3 separate regions of the Mus musculus genome follow, and all the other regions are linked to region 2. A link is a contact called in public HiChIP or PLAC-seq and promoter capture Hi-C data. All regions are on one chromosome and are shown on one strand. The core of a region is the stretch at or near the end of the contact, and the rest is flanking DNA. Distances in the headings are between cores, read along the strand shown. Region 1 holds the start of Cep135 (centrosomal protein 135). Region 2 holds the start of Kit (KIT proto-oncogene receptor tyrosine kinase). Region 3 holds the start of Aasdh (aminoadipate-semialdehyde dehydrogenase).

Region 1 (4,513 bases), core at 1,490-3,989, 1.0 Mb after region 2:
AACACTTTGGGTGTGTGTGGGGGGAGGTTGCTTCTGGCTTCCATCTATGGTTGGTTGGCTCTGTTGCTTTTGGACCTGTGACCAAGCAGAACAATCATGGCAGGCCTAGTTTCCTTCCACTAAACTACTTCTTAAAGGATCTGCTGCCTCCCAGCAGTGCCATGCTGAAGACCAGGCCATAGCCCACAGGCCTTTGGAGGACATTTGGCTTAGTTACCTTTCTGTTGCTGTACTAAGACACCACGACCAAGACAACTTGGACCAAGACAACTTGAGAGAGTTAGGGTCCATAACTGTGATGGTTTGTATATGCTTGGCCTTGGGAGTGGCACTATTAGGAAGTGTGGCCTTGTTGGAGTAGGTGTGTCACTGTGGGTGTGGGCTTTAAGACCCTCACCCTAACTGCCTGGAAGCCAGTATTCTGCTAGCAGTCTTCAGATGAAGATGTAGACCACTCAGCAACTCCTGTACCATGCCTGTCTGGATGCTGCCATGTTCCCACCTTGATGTTCCCACCTTGATGATAATGGACAGAACTTCTAAAACTATAAGCCAGCTCCAATTAAATGTTGTCCTTATAAGAGTTGCCTTGGTCATGGTCTCTGTTCATAGCAGTAAAACCCTAACTAAGACAATACCCATCATGTCAGGGAGTGTTTCAGCAGGCAGGCAGTCAGGCAGGGGTGGTACTGGATTAGCAGCTGAGAGCTTTTTTTTGTTGTTGTTGTTGTTGTTTTCAAGACAGGGTTTCTCTGTGTAGCCCTGGCTGTCCTGGAACTCACTTTGTAGACCAGGCTGGCCTCGAGCTCAGAAATCTGCCAGCCTCTGCCTCCCGAATGCTGGGATTAAAGGTATGTGCCACTACCACCTGGCGAGAGCTCACATCTTGATCTACAAGCTCCAAAAAGATAGAGCTAACTGGGAATGGCATGGGTTTTGAAACCTCAAAACCTGCCTCTGTTATAGGTCTGAGGTGGTTCGGAGATTCGCCAGTCTGACCATTAGTAAGTTTTAACAAAGAAGCTACTTTCATATACAGACACCAGTTCAACACCCAGATTGGGAACTCCTGAGTGCAGCACAGCCCCCAGCCACCTCAGTGGGGGACTTACACAGGCAAAGAGCACAAAGTCATCTCATGTAAAACAAGCTTTTGTTTACGAAGCAGAAACAGTAGTTTTGTTAAAGTTGTGCAAAACCAGGCAATTTTAAAATCTAACCCATTGGAAGTCCATTTTTGGTTTCTGCTTCTCTCAAGCAGTTTTAAAGTGAGCCATCAATATAATGTTAGCCATCACATCCCCAGTGACACACTTTTCCCAACAAGGTCACACCTCCTAATCCTTCCCAGACAGTTCCACCAACTAGGGGTCATGCTATTCAAGTATATGAGGCTATAGGGGCCAATCTCCTTCAGACCACCACATTTCAGATCTAAACTACAGCATCAGTTTTCAGTGAAAGCAACTCTTTTACCTTTACATCTGGCTTTCTTCCTCCTTACAATCAGGACCCCACCAGCCTCTAGGCAAACCTCATTCTAAGTGTTTCAGGAACTCCTGTTGGTGCTGATATTAAGTCTACAAAGCTCACTTTCTGTGGTGAGGGCATCTGTTTTCCTCCATGCCTCCACAGCCATGCAATTTGCTTAAAGCGCTAGGACTTGGGTGGGAAGCAGCAGCATTCTGCATTCTCATCTTTCAAGTTTTGTGTGCCAGGATCCCTGACCTTAGGCCTCGGAGGTCAGCAGTGACCCTGACTCTGGGTTATCAATGCCACTTGGAACAAAGGCTAACTGTAGCTTTCAATCCCATGTACCCCGTTGTATTTCTTCACTGAGTTTTGTTCTAACATTTAGTTGGTGTGTGTTTGGGGTAAGGGGGGCCACCAATGTTATCTATCTTCACTAGATGGCTATGCACAGCCAATTTCTGATATTTATGACTTTTTTTAAAAAAGATATTTGTCTTTACATAAACATATGCTTACTTGTATATGTGCAAGATGGTATAAAAATCTCTACAGGATTCATTAGCTCCTTAAAACTTCCAATTAAAAACGGACAAAGCACACAAAATGGAGACTGAGACGTGAAAACAAAGAATGAATCGGCACAGAGCAATTCACATCCCAACATACAGTTCCGTGCTGAGCAGTGGACAAAGTACATAGTCAGAGGAAAGGCCGGCTTGGTAAGGAATATAAGCAGAAACAAACAACAAAAGAAAACAAAACACGCACAAACAAAAACTCAACTCTTAACCATCTAGAAAGTTTTTAGGAGAGTGGTGGACTCTGGGGATTTGACCATGATCTTTGTAACCATGAGCAAGCTATTGTAAGCAATTCATTTCAATTTAACATTTACAAATACTGTGACAGATGCTAGAGAAATACAGTTGAATAAAAGAATATCTGATTCAAGGAGCCCACAATTGGAAGCAGCAGGGAGAAACGTAAACAAGTAGGTTTTGATGGTCGGATTCTATTCTGGGGGTTTACATGGGTACGGGGCAATAACTGTTATCAAGTGGTAGCCAGGAGAAGCTGCAAGGACAGTGACATCCAGGGGGAAGACAGGGCGATCAGCAGAAATTCACCTGTGAAAGGTCATTGGGGGTTAGCTGATGGTTACCGCCAGCGGCCAGTTGGCAAGGTCCTCGGGCACCGCAGAGGTTCGGGCTCCCCGCCAGGGGGCGCCGTAGCCCCGGCATCGGCCGGCCGTTACGTTTCCGGGCACCGAGGGCCGAAAGCCGCCATCTCCGGGCGGCCGGCGCGCGCGCCGCCACTGTGGGCCGCTCCGGTCCGTTACCGGGGCAACGGCGGCGCTCCCTCCTTGTGGGCCGCGACCGTCTCTCTCCGCGCCATTTTCAAACCGCGCTCGTGCCGGAGCCATTGGCCGCAGCAGGACGAGCCAGCGGGGACAGCGGGTCCGGAGGGCGATGTACCTCGGGACGGAGCGGCGGTGAGGCGCACCCGGGGGAGGCCGCGGGGGCTGGGCCGGGTCGCGGGGCCTCCGGGGCGGTCCCCACCCCCACCCCCGAGCGAGGGCGGGAGCCCGGGCGCTGCCGGGAGGAAGTGCGGGAGGGCGGCGCGGGGACCGTCCCACAGTCCGTCGGTCCGTCCGTCCGTCCGTGCGGCCCGGGGCCGACCCGAGGAGAACTGCCGTTCCACCCTCCGGCCTGAGCCGGGGAAGGACTGCTTGGCCGCTCCGGCCCGTGCCCTTTGCGGTGCCCGCACTCTGGTGTTGGTTTTTTTAAACGCTACTGTATCCGCAGGTTGCATATTTCTGAGAAAGTAAGAGGTGCCCGCTTTGAGACAACAACGCCCCAGGGTTTAGTGGACAGCTAGTTGTAACTGCGGAACCTACCCTTTTCGGCTGTTTTGATTTAAAGCTTGTGATCTGGAATATAGGGGAAACCCTAATATGTACATATCACCCCCCAGCCTGGAGGACTTTACTTATTATGGCCCATGGTCTTTTGATTCGTATTCTCATTCTGCCTTCATGAAGGATGGAGAAAGATGGTTTCCTGGTACCCGGAGTTGGCAGCTGTCAAGGAGGGGGCATAGTTCTTGGAGTTTGCCCCGCTAATTTATCTTGTCAGATGTTTTTCTTGTGAGCACAGGAGTTTCTGTAAAACACCTCCGGCATCAATCAAGTCCTTTTGTGGAGGGACCTAGAAAGCCCTAGGGGAAGCCTCTAAAAGAAGATCCTAGATTTGTTAACGGGGATAACCAAGAAGAAACACTAATTTAGAAGTAGCCCTGTGGTTGGGGAAGCTATTTTCTTGGGACAGCCTTCTTGGCTTTATGCTTTAAATAGGAACGGTGACATTGGTACTCGATCCCACAATGGGTGTTTGGAGCATCAGGTTTTGCATGTATTCATTTATGTGCACTTATAATTTTTACTAGTGGTGAAGGACATAATTTTTATTTGATTTAGAAACATGAGTTCTATGACTACAATTTTTTGGCAAAGGTTAGAAATGGTCTCTGCATAACTCAATTTTAGGGCAGATTGGTAGAGATAATAAATAATCATAGGTGTTTGAGAAGACAAGTATAACAGCTGGAGGTATTGCCCAGTAAAGAGTGCTCTCCTACCATGTCATAGGCTCAGTGCTTAACCCTGGATACGGTAAACAAACAAGCATAGAAATAGACAAGCATAAAAATGTATACTGAGCTACTTACATGTGTGTTACTTAAAAAAAAAAAAAAAAGGAAGTAAGATTGGGCCTGGTGGTACACATCTGTAGTCCTAGCACTCAAAGGCACAGGCAGAAGAAAAAGATGGGGCTGTCTGGCCAATAATATGAGTTCTAGACCAGTCAGGATGGTATATTTCAAAATAATGAAAAGAACCAATATGGGAGTGAAATTTACACGGTGAAATGCACCTTCAGTGTGCCTTTAAGCACTTTCCATGAATGTCTGTGCCTGGGTAACTTACCCCAGGCAGTCCTCTATCACTTTGGGAAAAAAGATCTATCCTTTCCAGAGACTC
Region 2 (4,339 bases), core at 1,018-3,517:
CTCTGCAACTGCATGACCAGAACTGGTTACAAGGATGCTGGGCAGGGCTCCCATCTCAGATCCCACGGATGGTGAGCACGGGGCCACATCTACTAACAGTGCCTCGCTCCTCCTTGCTGGCCTGAAGGTGCTCCAAAGTGCACTTTTTAAGGAAGGGACACATTAAGTGGTGTCAGGAGAGGCAGTTATATACCTGGGTCATTTGATCATTCTCTAGTACTGACACATTTTAAGTGAATAGTTTGGAAAATGAATTTTCTTAAGCCTGTCAATATCCGAAAGGATGGCTTCAATATTAAATGATGTCAGAAAGCTGGGAAGTGATATATTATTCTTGATGATACTCAATGAGGCCATGTGTATTTAAATTGTTATTTTCCCCAGTGATTATCTCCCTTTTATTTTTCCATTCTTAAAAATATTATTTGTATTATCTATCCATCCATCTATCTATTTATCTACTCATCCATCTATCCATCCATCCACCCACCTATCTACCTACCTTCCAATTTATTACATTTTTGTGGTGGTGTGTGTCTGCCCTAGTTTACACTTTTAAGCATTCTGTAGGGCTGTTTAATCCATTTGTCAGGATGCCAGTGAGACCACTCATTTGGACCGTCTAGGGCTCTTGCTACCAAGCTGGAAGGTGCCTGAGTCCCAGGACCTATACAGTGGAGAGAAAGAACACACTCTTCAAAGTTGTTCTCTGACACCCACATGAAGCACCTTCAATAAACAAATAATAAATAAGTAAACAAATTATAAAAAAATATGTGGGGAAACGATACCAGAAAAAATATTGGTTTGAGGTCTCACACTTAAACACTATTAAGTGTACAATCTTGGGACTTAAAGAACCCCCAAAACAAACGTTTATCTTCTCTACTTCATAACGTTAACTGTAGACCCGGATACTATAAAAACCCAGATTGTTACTGTCCACCCCCGGATAGCCACAGTGACTGTGAAATGTCCCTAGGTAGAAATTGTCTTAAGAGAATTACTTTAGGAGTTGGAGAGTTGGGTCAATTAGTTAAGAACAAGAAAGTTGGCGCATGACTTTAATCCCAGCACTTGGGAGGCAGAGGCAGGCGAATTTCTGAGTTCGAGGCAGCCTGGTCTACAAAGTGAGTTCCAGGACAGCCAGTAACCCTGTCTCGAAACAAACAAACAAACAAACAAAGAAACAAACAAAGAACAAGAGTAGTTGGGCTCCAGGCACCCACAAGATGATACACAAGCATCCGTAACTCTAGTTTCAGGAGATCTGACATCCTTCTGACCTCCCTGGGCACTAGTCACACACGTGGCACACACACATATTCATGTAAGTAAAACACTCATACACATTAAAAAAAAACTTTAAAAGGAAATTATTTTGCTTTTATCTTGCTCCTAAGGCAGACCACAGTCGGATCGAGTTGGGGAAAGGGGGACTCAGAGGGGATGGGGCGGGGGGGGGGTGTTGAGGGTGAGATTAAAAAAATAATTAACACAAGAGAAAAGGCACCCAAATGCAAATAGGTTTTAAAAACCGAGTTTCAAAGCTAACTCCTTCACAGGATGCCTCTGTAGTCCACTGGCCCAGTTTCCACAAGTCTCAGCAGGAGCTTGGCTGGGTGGAGGTCCACGCTGGCCAATAGAAATCAGCTGTATTCTTACAGGTTTCGCAGCAGGTGGAGAAACTGAGCATGAAAAATTACTTAAACGTGGGCTCGGTCTTTTACTGAGGTCAGGGGTGCCACGATCCGTCCTCCTCTACCAACAGGAACAGAAATAAATGTTGGGGACCCAGTTTCCTAATCCCTTCGCCCGGCAATCCCGACTAGTAACACCTCCACCATAAGCCGAATATATTCTCCCCGCTCCGGAGCTTGCTGGAGGGACCGGTGGTTGTCCTTTATTGTCTAGGGAGCACCTGCCAGGTGGCTGGCCCGTACCTAATGCGCTCGTGGCGCTGGGCTTCACAAAGCGCGGGCAGCACCTGCGTGGCCAGCCAGCCGCCTGGACTGAAGGACCACCGATGGAGGGAGAGTGCTAGGAGGAAGAGGATCCAGGGTGGAGGGCCTGTGGGGGCTCCTGGTCTTAGAGGGCACAGCGCCCCCGGGATCAGCTTATTGCAGCCCGAGAGCCCCGGGCACTAGGCAGCGGGAGGGAGTGCGACCCGGGCGGGAGAAGGGAGGGGCGTGGCCACGAGCTGGGAGGAGGGCTGGAGGAGGGGCTGTCGCGCGCCGCTAGTGGCTCTGGGGGCTCGGCTTTGCCGCGCTCGGTGCACTTGGGCGAGAGCTGTAGCAGAGAGAGGAGCTCAGAGTCTAGCGCAGCCACCGCGATGAGAGGCGCTCGCGGCGCCTGGGATCTGCTCTGCGTCCTGTTGGTCCTGCTCCGTGGCCAGACAGGTGGGAAAGAGCGGCAGACAAGAGGACTGCACCCTCTGTGGGCGCAGCCCGGGTCCGGGAGGGGTGCCACCTGGGTGCGTCCGGAGTGGTAGCTGTTGGCTTTTCCCATGCCTACCACCTCGAAGGTGGTAGGCGGCCGCGGGACTCTGGTGGCCCGCCTCGCTCACCTGAGCTGAGAGACCTCAGCCCGGGTGGTGGAGACCCGGGGCCGAGGGTCTTCTGGGAACCCAGGCAGCGAGCTGCAGGCTGCGGGCGAGTTTGGTGATGCTTTTGTGCCGACTGCGCGCGGGTGGCAGGGGCGGGCGGCCTCGGGCTTCGCACCGAGAGCGTCCTCTCTCCGAGCGAGGTGCGGCCACGGCTTCCTTTTTGTTAAAAGTTGCGCGTGGGTGACCGACGCCTGGGACAACCAGCCCACGGGTCCCGGACACACGCCGGGCAAAGTTGGAGAGCCTTTTCTTGCGGCCGCTGCTTCCCCACCTCGGGCGCTCTTTGTGCACAGTGCTGGGGACGCAACTGCAGCCGCTCTCATCGTGCGCGGCGCCACCCGAGGAGACGAATCTCGGGCTTGCTTGCCCCCACCCAACTCCGTTTTTTGCACGGGGAGCACGCGGCGTGAGGCTCTGGGGCGGGACCCCACGAGCCTGTAGGTGGCGGCTATGGGGACAACTTGAGCCGGGCGTGTGGCGAGCAGCCGCTAGGTTGCAGACTTTTTCCTTTTGTAAATCTCGTGCTAGGGGCTCGCCCCTCTCTGCAGCCGCACGGTGTTCGTTGCTGCCACGCGCCAGGGAGCTGCTGTAGCCTACGTTGGTCGCCAGCTTCTGGGAATCAGGGACTGCGTGCGGGGACGCAGCTGTTCTTGCCACCTCGTGCGCGCTGGACCAGGACCGAGTCAGTTCTCCCCAGCTTTGGAAACCTCTGGTTTCAGTGTATGCGACTTGTAATCGCAGGTGGCCGTTTTTTTTTTTTTTTTTTTTTTTTGGAGGGGAATCCCGAGATCCAGAAACCCTCTCCCACGTGATAGCCATACTCAGGGCTGCCTGGGGAGGCTAGGGGGTGGGGGAGAAGGGGTAAGCTTTCTGCAAATAGCATTTGTTTCTTCAAGCTGTTGGGAAAATCTTGTTACCTTTTGCAGGGTAACTTGGGTCTCAAGATCTTAAGGTTCCGGAGCTCCTCAGCCCTGCCCCTTTTTTTGCCAGGTGTCGCTGGTGCACTGCCCGTGCAGGTTGCCTGCTTAGTCCTGAAGCCCTGCTCCCTCCTAGGTCATTTTCAAAACAAAAACCAGAAACCCTTTTAGGTTACCTTGATGCTATAGGCTAGAGACAATCTGCACGCTGCAATAAGGCGTCAGATGGCCAGCATCTCTGTGACCTGTTTTGAGCCCACCGCTGACTGCGTTTTCCAGATCTCACTCCCTAGATGCTTTTGAAAGGCTGGGAGAGGGCTTTTTTTTTGTGGGGGAAGTCTTGCATCTGGACCTCTGCGCGCACAGAAGAGGGGTCACCAAGGGTCACAAATGAGTGTTCAGATTCCTAGGCATATTTGACCACTTAGCTGAAAATGACCCCAGTGATCTTTTACGTTTTCCACCTTGTTCTGCTTTAGAGCAAGGTGGAACGCCACAAAGATCACAGTTCCCTTTTGAAAACAGAAACGAGTCAATGGTTTGCATTTTCCCCCTGATTAGTCTGCTCTGGCCAATAACTTTTTGGCAGAGGGAATTTGAAGGTCTGATTCCTGGCACAGGGTGTGTTGTAATTCCTTTCTCTGTCTCTCCCGTTTCAGGCCTCCTTTTCAGCCATTCTGCCTCCTTGGTTTTGTGCCCTTGGGCGGTCATTTAAATTGGGAGTGGGTGTGTGTTGGGGGGGACTTTGGTTTCCACGGAAGGTACTTGAAGACATTTGCATCACGAAGGATCTGAGGAGTTCACAATTTCAGAAAGC
Region 3 (4,666 bases), core at 2,088-4,587, 1.3 Mb after region 2:
AAGAGTCATTTTATTGAGGTTTGTCTAAACATTGGTGGCTGAGAAATCTACACAGAAAGAAAAGTCAAACGTTAGGGGAGTTGTCAGGAGGTGAGGAGGGAACTTGTCTACTAGCAAAAATGACCATCAGCTGGGTAACTAGGTCAGTGACAGATCGTTTGCCAGTGTACCCGAGTCCAGTCCCCAGCATTGCAAAACAATGAACTGAAAGGAAGTGCCCAGATAAGAGCTGTCTATTTAAGGTTCTGCACAGCTGACTGGTGAAAGTGCGGGAGACTAGGTATTGGGGATATTGCATACTCAAAGATCAACTACCTTGGATTCTCCTGAAAGCAGGCTTACTGCCTACCTGTGTCCACCCAATGTCCTTGTGGCTGTCACCTGAAGCATCTGTGAGGATAAGCACCTTAGCTCCCACCACGCCCAGAGCTACAAACATCATCTGATCCCACCCCAAACCTATAAGAAAACTTCCCTTGATTTGCTGGAATCCACCTAATTCTCACCAATGTATTTGAAAAGCCTTGATATTTTACTGTCCTTTGTCTTTCAACTGTACAAGTTCATAGACCTGCTTCTACCTTGGGATATGATTTTTAGGGTAACCTAAATCTGTGGTCCTGAAACCTGATCACTCATATTTGGCTCAGAATAAATGATCTCCTATTGTACCTTTGGTAACAGCAGTACGTTGTGTCACTAAAACAAACAAAATCTGTAGCATAGATATATAACTGAAGCTCTAAACTTACAAAATACCTGTGGCAACTTTGCTGAAAGCAATGACATTAAAAAAAAGCAATTTGACAACAGTCAATGAACACTGGATCACACTTAAATATGTGGGAAGGATGTGACATTCACATAAAAGAAAAAAAAAAAGAACCCCCCCCCAAAAAAAACAAAACAAAACAAAACAGGCATGATGGAGCACACCTTTAATCCCAGCAGAGGCAGGTGGACCTCTGTAAGACCAACCTGGTCTATATAAAGAGTACCTGAACAGCCAGGGTTACACACAGAGATTCTGTCTCAAAAAAACTGCAAACAAAAAAACCACTAGGGATCAATGCTAACAAAAATATGGTAACTCCTAGTTTCCTTGAAGGCAAAGGAGACTTTCCTCTGAATCCTATTAACATATATCAGAGAAAAATAAGATTTATCAAGTGTCATATTATTCCAATTCTTTACCTGTTCATACTTAAGCGGTTTACTTACTGATTCAGAATAGAATTACTCTTCAATTTGTCATTTAATTACTATCCAACTGAGTTAAAGAAAAGGCCTTCTTAAACCCATAAAGTCAAAAAAGGATACAAAAAAACTGAAATGTGATTCCTAACTATTAAATTTTAAAGAACAAGACTATTTTGATACTTAGGGTATTTTTAAACAAATATTTCCATAAATCTAACTTTTATGTACACAAAAGATGATTTTCCACAAATGGCCATTAAACAAATCATATGATCTACATATAGTATGTTCTACAGGATATAGGGGATGAGTTTATTTTGGGATATAAGTGTAGCCAGGCGTGGTGGCACACACCTTTAGTCCCAGCACTCGGGAGGCAGAGGCAGACAGATTTCTGAGTTCGAGGCTAGCCTGGTCTGGTCTACAAAGTGAGTTCCAGGACAGCCAGGGCTACACAGAGAAACCTGTCTCAAAAAAAAAAAAGGGGCTGGTGAGATGGCTCAGTGGGTAAGAGCACCCGACTGCTCTTCCGAAGGTCCGGAGTTCAAATCCCAGCAACCACATGGTGGCTCACAACCATCTGTAACAAGATCTGATGCCCTCTTCTGGAGTGTCTGAAGACAACTACAGTGTACTTACATCTAATAAATAAATAAATCTTTAAAAAAAAAAAAAAAAAAAAAAAGAGAAGAAAAGAAAAAGAAAGAAAGAAAAAGAAAAAAAAAAGGCTATTGCAGTAGAGTATCTCCTGCTATTTTTGCCTACAGAAGACCACAGAATACCCAAATAAATTTTGTTAAGCGCCCAATTTTCCACATTAATGTATTATACATATTTTTACAAAAATCTAGTTTGAACCTGGGGATGTACCTCAGGAGTTAAACCGTCCTTGTTCTTTCAGAAGACACAGATTCCATACCAGCACCCAACTGGGGAGCTCAATACAGTCCATAGTTCCAGTTCTGGCTGATCCCACAGCCTTTGAAGACACCAGGCACGAACATGGTGCACTTACATACATGCAGGTAAAACACTGCTATACCTAAAATTAAAAAAAAAAAAAAAAGTCTGTTTAAAAGCTGCCTTTTCTCTAAAAAGCAAGCACGTGTAACTGCTATTTTCTCACAAGAAAATATAATCTACTAACATAATTCACAGCAGTAGAATAACAAGACTATAACTTAGGTTTTTTTTGTTTGTTTTGTTTTTTCGAGACAGGGTTTCTCTGTAGCCCTTGCTGTCCTGGAACTCACTTTGTAGATCAGGCTGGCCTCGAACTCAGAAATCTGCTTGCCTCTGCCTCCTGAGTGCTGGGATCAAAGGCGTGCGCCAACACGCCCGGCTATAACTTAGTTCTTAAAATGTCATTTTTATAACTAGCTACAAAACTCACCACACAAAATCTATAATTAAGGAGTTTTTCTACTTTGAATTTAAAAGCTCCCAGTGGCAAAATTCAGTCTTGTCCAGATATTCATGTCAGCCATTGAATTTTATGTCTCTGTCCCTGTCTTTGTCCCCCTCCCCTCCCTTCAGACTGACTTGGGCCATCGAGATGGGTCAGTGGAGAAACTAACTTGCCATCACACCAGAAAACCTAAGTGTGATCACGGGACTCACATAATGGAAGGAGAGAACCCACTTCCGAAAGGTCCTTTTTGTTTCTTCACCATGCTGCACGCGCACACACGCACAATTTTAAATTAAAAAAAAAAAAAAGAAAAGGAAAGAAAAACAAGTGAGCCATGAAAAGGGATGACCTAGCAAGCAAATTTCGTGTTATAGCCTTAAGATTAGCAGCTCGGTAATGTACAACTGTAAATAAAGCCATTTAATCACCAACAGATCCTGATCTTAAGGGTTCTCCCTATACTGGGCATTATATATATAGGTAAATTATCCGTCTGCATCTTATACTTCTCACGCAGCCACCTTAATTACAATCACAAAAGCCTCTCGTTGGCTCTCGGAACCACGCTAAGAGGTGGCGCAGCAGGTGACCGAGGTGACCCACACAGCCGCTCCAAGCTGGGGTCCGGCAGCTCACAAAGTCTCCCCGGGTCGCCCGCGCTCTCCCGCCCCACCTTCTCACGACAGCGCGTGGCGTGCACTTCCTAGCCCAGCCGCAGACGCTCAGCAGCCGTAAAACGGACCTCTGCGTCATCTTCGGGCGCCCGTGACGTCACTCCAGCGTCGGGGGGCGGGCTCTCGCCTACGGGGCTCCGCCCAGACGTGGCGCACAGGTCTCCGCCGCGTTTGGCCCAACGGGTTTGGTCCGTGCGGATTCAGCCCTGCCGCTGAAGGTGACGCTTCAGGCAACATGCCTGTGCGTCTGCGTGAATTTGAGTGTTCCGTGTGCCTGCAGGGGCCGATGATTCCCTGGAGCATAGTCCCAGGTGGTTGTGAGCCACCACATGGGTGCTGGAGACCTAGAAGGGACCTCTGGATGGCCAGTGAGCTTCCTTGACAGCAGAGCCATATCTCCGAGACCCGGAGTCTCCTCGTTCCTTAAAGTGCGGGTAGAAATATCCCAAAGGCTGAAGTGAAGTAATCACCGCCTAATTGGCGAGTAAATTTGGCTTATCCCCTCCACACCTTCTGGGAACATACTCAAGATTGGTTGCGACCGTCATGGCAGCGGTGAAGTATGCCAGGGAAGCCCCCTGTCAGAATGAAACTCCTAACTGGCGTTTGCAGCTATTTACAACACTTCCCTATGAGGAAACCCAGGCCTGTCTGAGGTCAACAGCAGTCCCTAAAGCCACTGTATGCCTGGATGTGTGTTTTTCCGATGGCACAATTATTACAATAAATGGGAAGGGTCACCACTGTGGTGAGTTACTGTGCCCTCGCAGAGAGGAAAGATGGGATTTTTGTCTTGGTTCCTGTTGGGGGGAGAGGTGGAAGTGGCTAAGCACTATCTACATACAGTGCCTTAAAAAACAAAGGAGTGTGTCCTTATCTGCTGGAAAACAGAAGCTTGTAAGGGTCCATGAAGAATGACACCCTGGACTCAAATAGTATGTAAACACAAAGTGTGTTTTATTCTGTAGCTCAGCATGGTGGGGTCGTCCCCATTACAAAGACACAGAGTAAAAGCAAATGAGCTCGCAGGCTCCATTGAAAGCACATTGGAATTCCAGGGTAGGAGAGCTTTATCTTACTTATCTCTAGGCATTGTTACTGGGAAGTCTAGAAATCTTTGTAGAGGAAGTCTGGAAACTGTTGCTGACCCATTGTCCTTACCTCAGGCTAGGTGGCCAGGCAGTCTCAGATATCAGGGCAGTTCTGACTAACTGCCTGAAGCCTTTTTTTTTCTTCTTCTTCTAGTAACTGATTTGCCTGACCTTAGGCCTAGTCTCCTAAACTGCTAATTTGAAGCCTGTCATGGAATCAGATCTGCCTTCTCATCTGTCCCTCCAAACAGTGCAGGAAATACCTGTTTGAAAACCACATTTTCCTGTGT

Evidence for each region. Promoter capture Hi-C pulls out the DNA fragments that hold promoters and counts their contacts. HiChIP or PLAC-seq counts read pairs in DNA pulled down with a chosen protein or histone mark.
Region 1: a contact with region 2 is called in a promoter capture Hi-C map of hippocampal neurons, with 4 times the contacts expected there. The contact joins the promoter of Cep135 here to the promoter of Kit in region 2. A contact is called at or near these places in 2 of 39 promoter capture datasets (hippocampal neurons and stem cell-derived epiblast-like cells).
Region 3: a contact with region 2 is called in an H3K27ac HiChIP or PLAC-seq map of extraembryonic endoderm stem cells, with 6 times the contacts expected there. The contact joins the promoter of Aasdh here to the promoter of Kit in region 2. A contact is called at or near these places in 2 of 115 datasets of contacts at active chromatin or transcription factors (extraembryonic endoderm stem cells and large pre-B cells).

What each region holds. Positions count from the first base shown.
Region 1 is chr5:76,585,960-76,590,472 of GRCm38.p6, forward strand. It overlaps Cep135 (centrosomal protein 135), which reads left to right and starts at 2,740. Exons shown (of 26, transcript NM_199032.3): 1 at 2,740-2,965.
Region 2 is chr5:75,572,720-75,577,058 of GRCm38.p6, forward strand. Kit (KIT proto-oncogene receptor tyrosine kinase) reads left to right here and starts at 2,268. Exons shown (of 21, transcript NM_001122733.1): 1 at 2,268-2,399. The coding sequence starts at 2,333.
Region 3 is chr5:76,902,139-76,906,804 of GRCm38.p6, forward strand. Aasdh (aminoadipate-semialdehyde dehydrogenase) reads right to left here and starts at 3,338. Exons shown (of 16, transcript NM_173765.4): 1 at 3,285-3,338; 2 at 2,071-2,242; 3 at 1-47. The coding sequence starts at 9.